Regions from separate parts of the Mus musculus genome. Here all the other regions are linked to region 2. The links are chromatin contacts, called in public Hi-C maps. All regions are on one chromosome and are shown on one strand. Each heading gives the region's core, a stretch centred on a gene start, on an enhancer-like site or on the middle of the called end of the contact. The rest is flanking DNA. Distances are from core to core; before and after follow the strand shown. Region 1 overlaps Cped1 (cadherin-like and PC-esterase domain containing 1). Region 2 holds the start of Wnt16 (wingless-type MMTV integration site family, member 16). Region 3 overlaps Cped1 (cadherin-like and PC-esterase domain containing 1).

The links. Hi-C and Micro-C count contacts between places; a contact is called where the count stands out from the background.
Region 1: a Hi-C map of uterus shows a contact between it and region 2. The contact joins the enhancer-like site here to the promoter of Wnt16 in region 2. A contact is called at or near these places in 2 of 39 promoter capture datasets (the 3T3-L1 cell line and frontonasal cranial neural crest), 1 of 15 datasets of contacts at CTCF or cohesin (the NIH/3T3 cell line), 2 of 484 Hi-C or Micro-C datasets (reprogramming fibroblasts and uterus), 1 of 115 datasets of contacts at active chromatin or transcription factors (bone marrow-derived macrophages) and 2 of 9 other capture datasets (liver and macrophages).
Region 3: a Hi-C map of embryonic fibroblasts shows a contact between it and region 2, with 3 times the contacts expected there. The contact joins the enhancer-like site here to the promoter of Wnt16 in region 2. A contact is called at or near these places in 3 of 39 promoter capture datasets (the HPC-7 cell line, hippocampal neurons and second pharyngeal arch cranial neural crest), 19 of 484 Hi-C or Micro-C datasets (the C2C12 cell line, bone marrow-derived macrophages, embryonic fibroblasts and 8 more), 3 of 115 datasets of contacts at active chromatin or transcription factors (the HPC-7 cell line, embryonic fibroblasts and pancreatic cancer cells) and 2 of 9 other capture datasets (bone marrow-derived macrophages and liver).

What each region holds. Positions count from the first base shown.
Region 1 is chr6:22,178,750-22,183,081 of GRCm38.p6, reverse strand. The region is part of intron 15 of Cped1 (cadherin-like and PC-esterase domain containing 1); the gene reads right to left. Among named protein-coding and RNA genes, the nearest start is that of Wnt16, 110 kb to the left of the region's middle. Within about 2 kb of position 2,566, at least 9 of the 459 cell types and tissues checked have an H3K27ac peak or open chromatin away from gene starts, as enhancers often do. A contact at or near this core is called in uterus, where this site is marked.
Region 2 is chr6:22,286,492-22,291,033 of GRCm38.p6, reverse strand. It overlaps Wnt16 (wingless-type MMTV integration site family, member 16), which reads right to left and starts at 2,807. Exons shown (of 4, transcript NM_053116.4): 1 at 2,433-2,807; 2 at 2,006-2,253; 3 at 1-116. The coding sequence starts at 2,527.
Region 3 is chr6:22,214,305-22,218,337 of GRCm38.p6, reverse strand. It overlaps Cped1 (cadherin-like and PC-esterase domain containing 1), which reads right to left. Exons shown (of 22, transcript NM_001081351.1): 16 at 2,709-2,826. Among named protein-coding and RNA genes, the nearest start is that of Wnt16, 72 kb to the left of the region's middle. Within about 2 kb of position 1,582, at least 44 of the 459 cell types and tissues checked have an H3K27ac peak or open chromatin away from gene starts, as enhancers often do. A contact at or near this core is called in the C2C12 cell line, the HPC-7 cell line, bone marrow-derived macrophages and 5 more, where this site is marked.

The DNA of each region.
Region 1 (4,332 bases), core at 1,317-3,816, 110 kb after region 2:
AATAGTGAATCATATTGGATTTTCTGTCCACATGGTCATTGAGTTGCAGAGCAATATTTTGTCAGGATATGAGACTTCCTAGAGGCCATGAATTCAGAGATGGTCTTAAAGGTCTGGTAGAAGCAAATGATAGGAAGTGTGCCAGGCTGAGAGAACATCATCAATAAAGGTGAAATAATAAATGTGCCTGAGAGGCTGCCAATAGGTCAATGATATCTTGTACTTCCCTTACAAACGACTTTGGCCTTCTATCTTTCAAGACATGATGTTTGTCTAGACTCGAGAAACTAGAGAATATCAATCATTTGATGCCTCCGAAAGTAAAGTGTCCCATAAATGGGAAAAACTGAGTTTGTTTCCTTGTGCTTATATTCTTAGTACTGGGGAGAACTGGAGAGCACAGTTCACCAGTGAGAGACTCTGTGGCGACAAACAAGGTGGACCGTGACTAAGAAATAACACCCATGGTTGAACTCTGGCTTTCATATGCATGAACACACAAGTGCAGACCTGTGCATGCATGCACACTCGCACAAACACATATGAGTCTCTCTGTGTGAGGAGGAGGGAGGGAGGGAGAGAGAGGAGAGGAGAGGAGAGGAGAGGAGAGGAGAGAAGAGAGATTATCCTATCCCTCAGTACCTATGCTCTGAGATTTGGGGAAATTTCTGTCTACAACACCATGCCCTCACCTCCACCTGGCCTTACCAGCTAAAGGAACATCTAAGGCAAACCAGGCAGGCTTTGAATCTCAGCAGGGACTTGTGCCTACAGAAATTCTGATTTGTATGTGCATGACTTCTGTAAACTAATTTGTAGCTGAACTCTTATGACTTCATCAAGGTTTAATAAAACATTGTCAGCACATTCAGGTTTCAGAGTTCAGCCAGTTTCCCTGTGTTGAAGAGTAATTCACACCAGGTTTCACTTCGCAGAGTTTGAGAGACAATAATATTGACGAGAAGCTCTTGGTGCAAGGAAATCAAAGTGGAGCACACAAAAGAATTTCCCTAAGCATCACATGGTTGATATGTATTTTCTAGCTTTCCCATGCCCAGACAAACATGCCTCAGAGGTAGACCTGACATCAGTCACTGAAGACACTGAGACTAGAGGGAGTTTAGTATTCAGAAAACAAATATCTGAAAGTGAGTTTTCAATCTTTGCCCTATTTCAATTACTGAAACCTATTTTGTTTTATAATTAAATATTTTAAGGCATTTAGTGTATCTGTTCTTTGACAATTTCATTCTCTCATAGTGCATTCTGATAATGCTGCCCCGTCCCCAATCTCCTGCCCTCTTACCTACAAGTCATCTTCAAGTCCTCTTCCCTCATTCATGATTTTGATCATGTTCATTTGCTTGTTTCTTTTCTTGAGGTCCACTGAGTTTGACTAGTGTCATCTGTGTGACCATGTATTTGAATCTATCCCTTGGGGGCAAGGTTGGATCCTCAGTGAGCATATATTAGAAGACAATGACTTCCTTGTCTCAGAGTCACTTAGGAGCCATAGGAGAGATAGAGCCAAATGAACAACCTTGTTTTATCCAAACTCTTACTCCCTGATCTAGGAGTACCACATTGCTTTAAAGCAGTTTCAAGAAACTGGGCCATTTTACATAGAAATATGTATTTCTAATAGCAATTTTAATGAACCTAAAATGTTATCAAATTTAGGGATTATGATCTTAACAATACACTAACACAACATTTAATTGAGTGCTTTTACCTACTTTTTCAGTGCATCATATGAAGAAAGACATAATGTCTGATTGCTCAATCAGAATAATAAAGTAATAAAATCTATAGGTATTCTTGACATTGTAGCCATACTGATATAGGAACCCATAATGCTAGCTCATTGCTCCATCCCTTCTGTGAGGTGCAGACTTTGTAACTCTGGTGTCTCTCTGTTCTCTGGGTTGCTTCTCTGCTCTGTGTCACTCGTGTAAGCAATGCCCACAGTTGAGTGAACCGTTTGAGAGTCCTTGAGTGTTTTTCCCTTGTGGATGTCTTGAATGATACAAATGGGATCACAAGCTTAAGTTTGGACCTATGAAGGCTCAGGTACGTCTAAATGTGATGGAGGTAAGATCTAACTCCCTGTGGTGCTCGACCAAGGATGCAGAAGCCAGTCCTGGTCTACCCCTCTGTCCTTTTTCCATGTTATCTTCTCCCTTGTTCAATCACTCTTACCACACTGGTCTTCACAGTTTTTTCTTTAAAAGTGATAAACTGTTTCCTGTTGCAGCTAAGCTCTGACACAAGCTTTTTCTTTCTCCAGGCTTTATCGTACGCCTTTTTGTTTATTGTAGATTCACCAGCACAGTGAGCCAGTCTCTGATAACCATTCCTACCTGTTAGTGCTCCCCACCATTGTACACAGCCTATTCTCTTCTTTACAGCGCCGCGTGTAATTGTTAGCGAGCATGTTACTGATTGGGGGTTTAACACGGAGTTTGTCAAGAGCTTTGAAAGCTTCGTTATGCGCAAGGCAGACACTCTGCCAGTTTTGCTGACTGCCTGGAAGACTGCATCTACAATGATGAATGAATCTGCTGCAGAGCTAGTCTGATCTGCTCGAAAACCCGCCCAGCCTCAGGGAAGCCGGAAACACTAGAGAGACCACAAGCATATCTGATCCTTCTCAGGACAATATCTCAGTACACTGTTCAAATGAACCCCCTACACTTTGACATCTTTGTGGGAGTTTGAGGAACAGGGTCAAGAATTTCTTCTCTCCTCTAGAAAAGGCAACACAAATTTAGCCAATTTAAATTAATGGGTAAGAAATCTAGCTATTGACTGGATTGATTCAACTAGTGCCAGTAGCCTTTTTAGATTTAAGATAATATTTTTTTTCTGGCACCAGAGATCAAACTGAGAGCCTCACACATGTTAGGCAAACATTCTACCCCTAGCTTCATCTCTAGCCCTAAGACAACTTAAGATAAAAGTATTTACAGTGATTTTTGCAGGATGTAGAATTCTTTCATTTCTTGAGGTCTCACAAAATCTCATTTCTTCGATAAACTTCTAAGCACCTATATTGGCTATTTTATTTTGATAATTTTGATGGATGCATAGAGCATGTCTTTTCTGATCAGAATCTCCTAAAAGTTATGCCTGCCTTCAGTTTTCCTGGCACTATGAAACAAAACAAGGATACTGGGCCAGGGACAGTATTCTGGTGGAGGCATAAACAAGACTTTGAAACACATCCCTTAGGGCTCTTGTTTATAATAACCACATGCAAGACAAATGTTAAAGTCTTGCCATAACACTCAAATAATATTCTATTATTTTCTTTTTGTGGTTTTCCTCCAGTGTGTGAGGCGTGTATCTGTGTACATATGCATGTTTTGCTTGTTCAGTGCAGGTGCAAGCTCTTGCATGTAAAGATTGGTGTCTGCAATCATCCAGTCATCCACAAACACTTTATTCACTGAGGCAGGGTCCTCCAGCCTTAATAACCAGCCTGCTCTGGAGTTCTTTGCCTTTAAGGCTGGAATTATAGGGGAACCACCACCCAACTTAGCATTTACTTCGATTCTGAGAATCAGAACCCTGGTCATCATGCTTGAGATGCAAGTACCCCAGCCATCTTCCTAGGCCACGAACTTTAAAATTTATTGGAAACTATGTTTCTTGTGAATCAGCACATATGCAATGTTTAGATAATTTACAAACATCAAGACACCATTTGAAATGTATGCTATAAAAGACAGAAAAGGACTAAAAGATAGGGACAAAAATTTGGACAGCAGCTACAAATTTACCAGCTCAAAAATATAAATAAGCAAGTGTTAAAGATGGCACACTTTTAAAGGCAGAGAAGCAAATTAAGACATGAAAATAAATGTTTTTCTCCTCAACTAATTCTTTAACGACTGCCTGGTGTGCAGTGGATACATACATTCCATAATCATTAGGGCTGCACCCAGATTCGGTGCCTGTAATGTATACAGCACAGTGCACTGTCCTATGGGACCAATCAGTTGTTGGCACAGCATTTCTAATGCCCTGTGTTTGACTACTAATTGCTCACCACAATTTTCCTAACACATCCCCTCCCTCGTTCTCCCCGTAATGGATAGATGGGCTGTTCAAGCACAGAATCTCAGTTATCAGCCACAAGCCGTGGAACTAAAAATCCATTAAGAAGCTGTGATAACTGGGCACGTGTCAGCAGTGGCAGTTCATTGCTGAACTCCCCCAGAAGATACACAGTTTGCCCATGTTCACCTCCTGCAGGTGCTGAAAGGTTTTTACCCCTGAATTATGCTGCCGGAGAGATGTGGACACGCTGGCTGCTACCTCCCTTCACCC
Region 2 (4,542 bases), core at 1,558-4,057:
CTGCAAGGTGGTGTCACAGGAACATTCGGTCATGTTGCCTGCACTGCATGACCTGGTGACAGAGTGCACCAGGCCCGCTGCCATGATGGCATAAATGAATGCTGTCTCCTTGGTGCCTAGGAAGAAAACATTGATAAATGACAGAGCCGGCACTTTCTGTCGATATTCAGCCCTAACCTAAACCTCTCACTTGTTGTCTTAGGAGGCAATCGATTTTTTCAAGCGTTTACAGAGAATGCTATAATGTGTGAATATTTGGAAAGGAAATCTACTATCCTAGACTTTTTTCTTTTTTCTTTTTTTCTTTTTAAAAAGCAGCATTATTGTTCTGTATTCCACATAGGGATGACACATGTCATATTGTCACCCACTCTCCTCATATATTACAATTCATGTTTTTAAAAAATGTGTAACCTTCACGAGTACCTGCCTTAGTGGTTCATAGCCAGAAGTAGCTTATTAGTACATGTTGAATGTAAATCCTTTATATGGACAATGTAAATGGGCAATTAAAAAGGAAACAGATTCCGTATCTTTTTTTTTTTTTTTTGAGTATGCTGCTTTCACAAAATACAATCAGAAAATTTTGGTGTGACCTTTCTTTAAATAGATACTATGCAAACTAAAATTAGCAAAAATCAAGACAACTGGTAGATACATATTCGTTTTCTTTCACATCAAAGATAAGGTTTTAAAGGGGGAGAATATGATGAATAACAATCACTGGTATTGAGTTGTAAACATTTTACACAGTGCAGTGCAGCTGGCTTTATGGTCATATAACTAATGAGAACAAGATCATTGAAAACTTGTAAAAATGCATTGTTGTGGAAAAGTATACTATTTTGAAACAGTTGCACTTTGTACTCCATCAGTAAAGTTGGAGTTAAAATCTTTGAAATCAAATTTCCATTAAGACATTCATAAAACAGACTCGGAAGGACTCAGCAGGCAACTTTTTTCTTTCCAGATGTTTAGATTGGAATAGAAACTGCTTCACGCCGGTTGTCCAATAAACCTTTTCGGTAACGAATGCTTCTGCATCTCAGCAACTGTTTAGGACACATTCTCTCTCTTTCTTACTTTTTCTTTCTCCTCCTGGTTCTTAGCCCTTACCCCACCCCCACCCCCAGGCCAGGGATCCTTCAGCATCACTTGCCAGACAAAACTCAGAGCTGGGACGCACAGCTCTGTGGAGGCGCGTGCAGAAACTGACTGGAGAAGGGTCAAAGTGCAGTACGAACGGAAATGAACTTTAAAAAAACGACAGCGCATCTTTCAGTGCCTCAGGCCTAAAACTCCTACTTTGCTAATATCTCAGGAAGCATCCTAGCACCACTAGCCCCGCTAAGTCACCACGTCTGTAGGAAGAACTTTTTCTTTTTCCACCGCACTTTCCCCGTACCGCAGAGAGAGCTCCCGCCCGGTCAAGGAGAGATGGAAGAAACAGAAAAGTGGGGGACACAGAAGTCGCGCTCAGGTGACAGTCCCTTAAAAAAAAAATCACCATCGTGCACTAAACCTGGTGTTCCCAGGAGTCAGTAAAACGTGCGGCTGTGCTTCAATTGCCACTTGTCCGCAGCTCTGGGCGCCACAGAGCTGCTTAAATCAAAGCAGATGCGGCTGCATCATTCTCGGCTGTAGACCTCATGTTTGTCCAGCTGGTCACCCACGGAGCGGGGCGCCATGGGGTCCTTGGGGTCGACGGGATAGGAACTCAGTTTTTCTGAAACTTTGGCAGGGGCCAGGGGAAGCAAGGAGAATTTCAGCCCTTCTAAGAGTCCTTCTGTAGATCTCGGACGTCCCTCCCCAGGGCCGCACCTGCACACTGGGGGCTGGCCCTTGTTGCCCCAGTTTTCCCCCACCCCCACCTCGCACCAAATGTTCCATATTGAAGACCTTGCCAGCACCGAATTGTGCAGGCGCTATACACTCTATCGAAGGAACGCGCAGAAAAGCTGTCGCCTTGTATGTCCTACCATCCCCGAGGGTCCTGGTGACTCACCGCTACTCAGCTCATAGCCAAAGAGGGGGGCTGTGGCGAGCTGGGTGGAAGTGGTAGTGGCGACCATACAGTTCCACCTCTCGTGTCGGAACTGGCTTCTGCACTCCTGAATGCCCAGCCTGGCGCCCTCGCGGATGCTAGGCAGCAGGTACGGTTTCCTCTTGCACAGCTCCTTCTGGCGGCTGTTCAGCGGCAAGTCGGCGCAGCCCAGCTTCTCCGGTACCCCGAAAGAGGCGATGCCCAACCACCTGTAAGACGCGGCACCCCTGAGGTAAGCCTCTCCCCTTTCCCTCCCCCACCCCAAAAGCATTAGGTCAGCGTTCCTAGGGTCTCCACCCCTTCTCTCCCAGCCTCAAGTTGAAAGCCCACTAGTTGGGTCATTCCTTTGACCAGCCACCCTATATGCCTCCACAGAGCCCATACTCACATCCAGTTGCCCTGGGTTCCGCAGGGGAGCAGCGACAGCACGGCTGCCCACAGCGCACACAAGCTGGGCAGGGCCAGGAGCGCCGCTCTGTCCATGGCCCACGCATGGAGACCCCCAGCCCCAGCCACTCCTCCTCTGTCTCCTCTCTCCAGAGGCCCGCAGGGCCTGGGGTCAGTTTCTTAGCACCCAGTTGTTCCTTGCTCTCTTTCCCCTGGAAGGTAACATTAAACAGGGCAGCAAGGACAGAGACTATCAGCAGTCCCCTAGGCAAGATAAGGCGGAGAAAGTAGCCTAAGGTCCTCTGGCGCAGAGGTGAGGATGAGCTGGAGATGCGGGAGCTTCCCTCACTTTCCAAGGTGAGAAACTTCTGCTGATGTCTCTGTGTCTCCATCGCCCCAGGCTTCTCCTCGCATCTCCTCCCCCCCTGACCGCGCCTGGAGTCTGATTGGCTCAGCAGCAACCCTGTACCTCACCATCTGGAAACTTCAGTGTCTCATTGGCTAACAGTGGGCTCTGCGGGGGGCGCTCCTGGGCTGAGCCTCCGTGACTGTCTAACTAGACCTGGGAGTGTCACGACCTTTCCTCCTCTCACAATGTCCTTAGAGGAGGTCACTGCGAGACTGAGTCAAGCGGAGAGCAAAGAAACGATGAGCACTTCTTAGCATCCTTGAGAGAAAATCTAGCCACATCTAGATTTACCCTTTGAGTAAAAAGGGTAAAGGTGTGGGGGGGCCCGAAGGGAGGGGGGCGGAGCACTCTGCTCTTCTTTCTTGTATTTCTCACTGGTGAATTATCTTTATAAGGTCAGAATTGATACCACAAAAAGCTGATCTTTCCACCCTTGGAAGCGGAGAGGATAGGCGAGAAGGGTTCTTTTCGTGTCATTGTATACACATTTATTTCCAGCTTTCCATCAAATTTCCCCGTATTTTACTTAGGTTCTGTGATGGCTTTTCTCATTTGTCTTATTTCTGTAGCTTTTGGGAGCACAGGCTTTTCTAAGGGGGAAAATGGCAGGCAGACAAATGGGTGAGAGCTGACTAGAGCATTCCAAATAGATGAACGCTGTCCCTACCCTCTTCTGACCCACACTGACCCCACCCCCCACCCAAGGATACCTTCCACAGGGCTACCGAGTGGAAACAACGACAACAGAAATCCTGCACCCACACCAACTGCATGCCCAGACCTATGGAAGTTTGTGGAAATAAGACCCCTTTCCACCAGTGTAAAACCCAGCCAGGCAGACAAATCTAAGGCCAGATGAATTCTGATCATCAGTAACAGAGATTATAGGTAAATGGAATTGGCAGCTTAGGCTTTCACCAAATGTACTTTAGAAGCAGGAAGGGTTCTGAGAAGCAGTCAGAGTTTTGTCTTCAAGAACCCTTTGAAGGTGCCAGGAATATGCTTTGTTGTGGTATCAGAGAGCCCCGCCTCCTCTACTTACAGGCACAGGGTTTTCACCTGCTCCCAAGAGGACATCTGGAATGTTAGTAAACTCTCCAGGTGCTATCATCTCGGTGGGTGACCACACTTAGCCTCAGCGCTGAAAGGCTTGGACAGCTTTTGCTTGCTTTTAATACTCAGCCTCACTTAAGGTCAATCAAAGCTCACTCACACACCCATCCTGTCCCATTCACTCCTTTATCCAGCAAGCACTGCGCGCACACTACGTACCAGGTCCTAAAACCACACTGTAATTTTTAGAAAGTCAAGTTGATGATAGGGTATGGTTACTGATCCAGAAATATTTTGGCTAATAGCTAGTGGCCTCTCTGAAAGTCGGAGCCTTTATCCAAGCCCACTTTATCCTCTAAGCCTCTCCAAGAAGGGACCAGAGTACACCCATAGCTGTTCCACGGCCATTGGTCCCGGAGAAGCAGATAGTCTTTTGAAGCGCAGCTCACAGAGTGGATTAACATGATGAGGAACATCCCGAACAGATGCCTAAGTGGCCTAAAGGCTGAAAATAGAGACATTTCTTCCTTGTAAGGGAAACTGGAGAGGGTGCAATCTTGGGTTTGGGTAGAGGGTGTGGAGAACATCAATTGCTTAAGCTGATTTTTAAAGGCCAACTGTGTTTGATTTTTTTTTTTAATTCAGAAAT
Region 3 (4,033 bases), core at 333-2,832, 71 kb after region 2:
TTATAACTGCATGTATAGTTCCTTTCTCCAAATTAGAAGAATTACTTTTACTTTATTCAGCAACTGAGGAAGAGAAAAGAAATACAGTGATTCAAAATGATCTAAGTTAGTTTAATTTTAAAAAAAGACAGTATGGCATTAGTATATTGCAGGTAAAAAGAATGGATCCAGGGCTGTCAAATTGTAGCACACTATTAAAATAGCTTTTCGGCCTGGAAGATGTTTGAATAAGTACATAACTTCTTAGAAGATTTCCCTCCAGCATCATCTACCAGGATTGGTTCTCCCTTAAGATGTAGAAAGTCCTGTTATGAAGGATTGGGTCATCTCTGGGAACACCCCGTACATTCTAGAACAGTATTTTCTGGACTTTTTCTACGTCTTTGAGTCTGCGGGCTTTTGGTGCTCTCTGCGTGCGTGCGTGCGTTCGTCTGCATGTATGTGTGTGTAGCCTCCTGATTGTGTCATAGATTCCTGTGGAAAGGGAAAGGTTTAAATCTCCCTTTAGTTTGGTAAACCTTTTTTTTTTAATTTGTCTATTAGGAACTGGAAGATTAATATAAACAATTTATGTTCTCGAGAAATCTAATCAAGGGAAGCCATCAGTAAAAACATACAGCCCATGCACCCTTGACGTCTTAGTACATGCACAGTATACGATATGCAGATACTCCTATGTTTATATATTGTGTCCATCATAAAACATGGAAATAAAAATGATTAGATACAAGGCGGTTGCACATATATTTTCATCTTTATTATTGGCTTCATCCCCAGGGATGCCCTGTTCTGTTCTTTTCTCTTCCTGGTGTTTATCACGGTGTTCTGGGGGGACCACTGGTCTCAGACAGATCTAAGTCAGTATACACTTGAAAGAGAAGGAGGTAGCGCTATGAAGATTCTATGCCTGGATTGCTCTGGGAACCCAGAGAATGTGGTGGAATGAGGCCGGCTAGCGAAAAAGAGTATGGCATCAGGCAGAAGGAAAGGACAGGATGGGCCTATGGAGGCAGCGGAACAGATTGGAGAAGCAGAGCTGCACGTCCCAAAGCAGGGTTATCAGCACAGAGAGAGGCAAGGAGGTTGAGAGGTAGGGAAGAGATGGGAGGGGGAAGTCTTGAAGTTCCAGGATATAAAGCATGGCAGTCAGTGTGGGTCCTTCTCTAAAGGGGTCTACTGATGCACCAAACCAAGTCCACGCAACGGACAGAGACGATCCAGGGCTCGGCTGATGTAATGGTGAATTTCACAGGTTAGAACAAACTGCTGACTCCTGAGCAGAAACGGTGTCGTGAACTGAAGAGTAGAAGAGCTTTGCCTTGGTTGCGGTACAAAGAGTAGAATTAAGTTGTTTTACGATTGTCATAAATTGTCGTCTGATTAAACAATACTGGACTGGACACAGGTATCCCCTTTGAAGGCTGAGTCTGTGTCTCCTTCGGCAGGGAGACACAGATCACGGCACCTGACCCTCCATAACAGGCGAGTCCCTCCCTGACTGGAGTTTATTATTTAGAACATATGTTCAAGACTGGGACATGCCCACATTTGCTAGCTGCGTGCCAAATTGCAATTTGCCCTGCCCATTTGGGAAACACATTTCCCGCTGCAGCAGCCGTGTGAAGTTCACGGTGAGGCTAGTGCAGCTGTGTGCGCCTTCGCGGGCCTTTCTGAGGACGGGAGCTATGGGGGTCAGGATGGAGTAGTAACCAGGACCACCGAAGAATACATGCTCTGAACCTTAATTAGTTCAATTTTTTAAATTTTTTAAAAATACATTCTCAGCATCAGCTTTGCTTGACTACACTCTGCCTGCTTCAGGAAGCCTGAGAGGATGAAAACAAAGAGAGTGGTGACTCATTGTGGGTCTGTCCGTGACTCATGTGAGATTTAAGGCCACAATCTGAAATCCTCATGTCCCTATTTGTAGAAATGATCAAAATATGAGGGATACTTGTGGTTATTTCCAATACTTTCCCTACAATGAAAATAAATGATTTAAAACTGGGTATTTTTTTTCTATCCACCATGTGTGAATTATGTATGTATGGTTGTATGGTTGTATGTATGTATGGTTGTATGTATGTATGAATGTAGTGAGTTGAAAAAGGGAACTGGCGAACGGTACAGTGGGTGAGGGTGCTTGTTTCTGAGCCTGACAACCTGAACTTGCTCCCAGAGACCCACATGATGAAAAGATAGAACTGACTCGTGCAGGCTGTCATCTGACCTTCCTGTGCTCTCCCTGGCACACACATGCGTGTGCATGGGTACCCCCTCCCCACACACACATAAATGACAATGTAATAAAAACTAAAGTGAAAAAGGCCAACTTTCCGTCCTCATGAAACCAACATCTTGGGAAGAATGACAGTAAACAATGCATTAGGTACTAAATGGATTGTAGAGATTGTGATATAAGAAAAGTACAGAGTTAGGAAATGAGTTAGAGGATAAAGGAAGGCTCCTGGATGAAGTGACCTCTGGTCTGCCGTTTCTAGATGGCAATGGGTTAGCAATGAAGCAAAGAGTTTGTTTGCTTAATTAATCAAATGTTCCACAAATCAAAACAATGCATCTACACTTGTAGTATGTCTTGATGTTTACTCGAGTGAAAAAGAAAGGTCCTTGTTTAAAACAGGGGCCAATTAAACATGTGCCTATAGACCAAGGGGTCTATTTTAGAGAAAGGATACTCATGTATTCACCTTTAGTGTCCCCAGATGGACAACTCTCTATTTCAGGCTGTGAAATGGCTTTAATGTATTCTGCAGAAATAGGCTGCAACCCACAGGTTTCTTCTGGGTGAATCAATAAGTCACAATCCTGTATCAAAATGAAAAAAAAATAGCTGTCATTATCAAGAGCGGATCACATGATAAGAAAGCTAAACAGTAGTTTGAAAAGCAGAGGCCTGGGGTTCACTGGCCAGCCAGCCTTGCCTACTTGATGAGTTCCAGAGTAGTAAGAAACCTTGCCTCAGAAACATGGTTGGCTCCTGAGGTTGTTCAATGAGGTTGTTCTGTGTTCTGAGGTTGGCATCTCATAGACGCACATTTGCGCGCGCGCACACACACACACACACACACACACACACACATGCACACGCACCGGTACGTACAGTGAAAGAGAGAGAGAGAGAGAAAAAGAGAGAGAGAGAGAGAGAGAGAGAGAGAGAGAGAGAGATCTAAGGATTAAAGAAGTACAAAGTCAGTGGATGTTAGGAAAGGGTGTTTAGGGTGTTTATCCCCGCCCATCACTGGGTACACTGTGGGTATATTTTACAGAATAAGAGAACAGAGAGACACATTGGAAAGAGCTCACTGAATGTTAGATCTAGCCCTCTCATGAACTGGCTGGGATATCAAGTCACACCGTCAGTCTAGTTTTCTCATTACAAAATGGTGAAGGGGGGTGGGGTGGGGGGGAGATGCATCACGTGAGCTCGAGTTCCGTGGCAGCCTGACTGCCTCTGGCGCCTTCACAGTAGCCACTCTTATTTCCTTCCTCCTTCCTTTCCCCTTGTTTTGTGGTTGTAGGTAGCTATGTGCACCAGGTTTAAAACAAACCCATTTCCAAGCATTTCTTACAGATAAAGGCGCTCTCAGGGTAGCTCTTGTCCAAGAACTGTACATTAATCTCAGGTGTGGAGTTTGGAAATGATTTAAGTTCCAGTGAAAGAGTTCTCTTGTCTGTCTGTATCACCTTCCACTTGATATACAAATATGAGACTAAAGAGTGTGCAGCCTTCTTGCCATCCTGAGGCATCTTGGAGCAAGAAGGTTGTAGAAGACACTTTGGGTGCTCGGCTGCCGATTTCACAACAAAAGAAAAATTATAGAACAAATATAACTGGCAGATACCTCCGTTGGGTTAAAAGTTATTTAAATTTCACCTTTTCTCACTTTACTCTCTGGAGGAGAAAGTTCATACCACCGTGTCTATCTTACAAAAAGGAGCGACTTTTCTTGTGAGCTGAATTACTGAGACATCTGTGCTTTCTGGTGTAAAACTTCTTCCTCGTAAAAAGGTT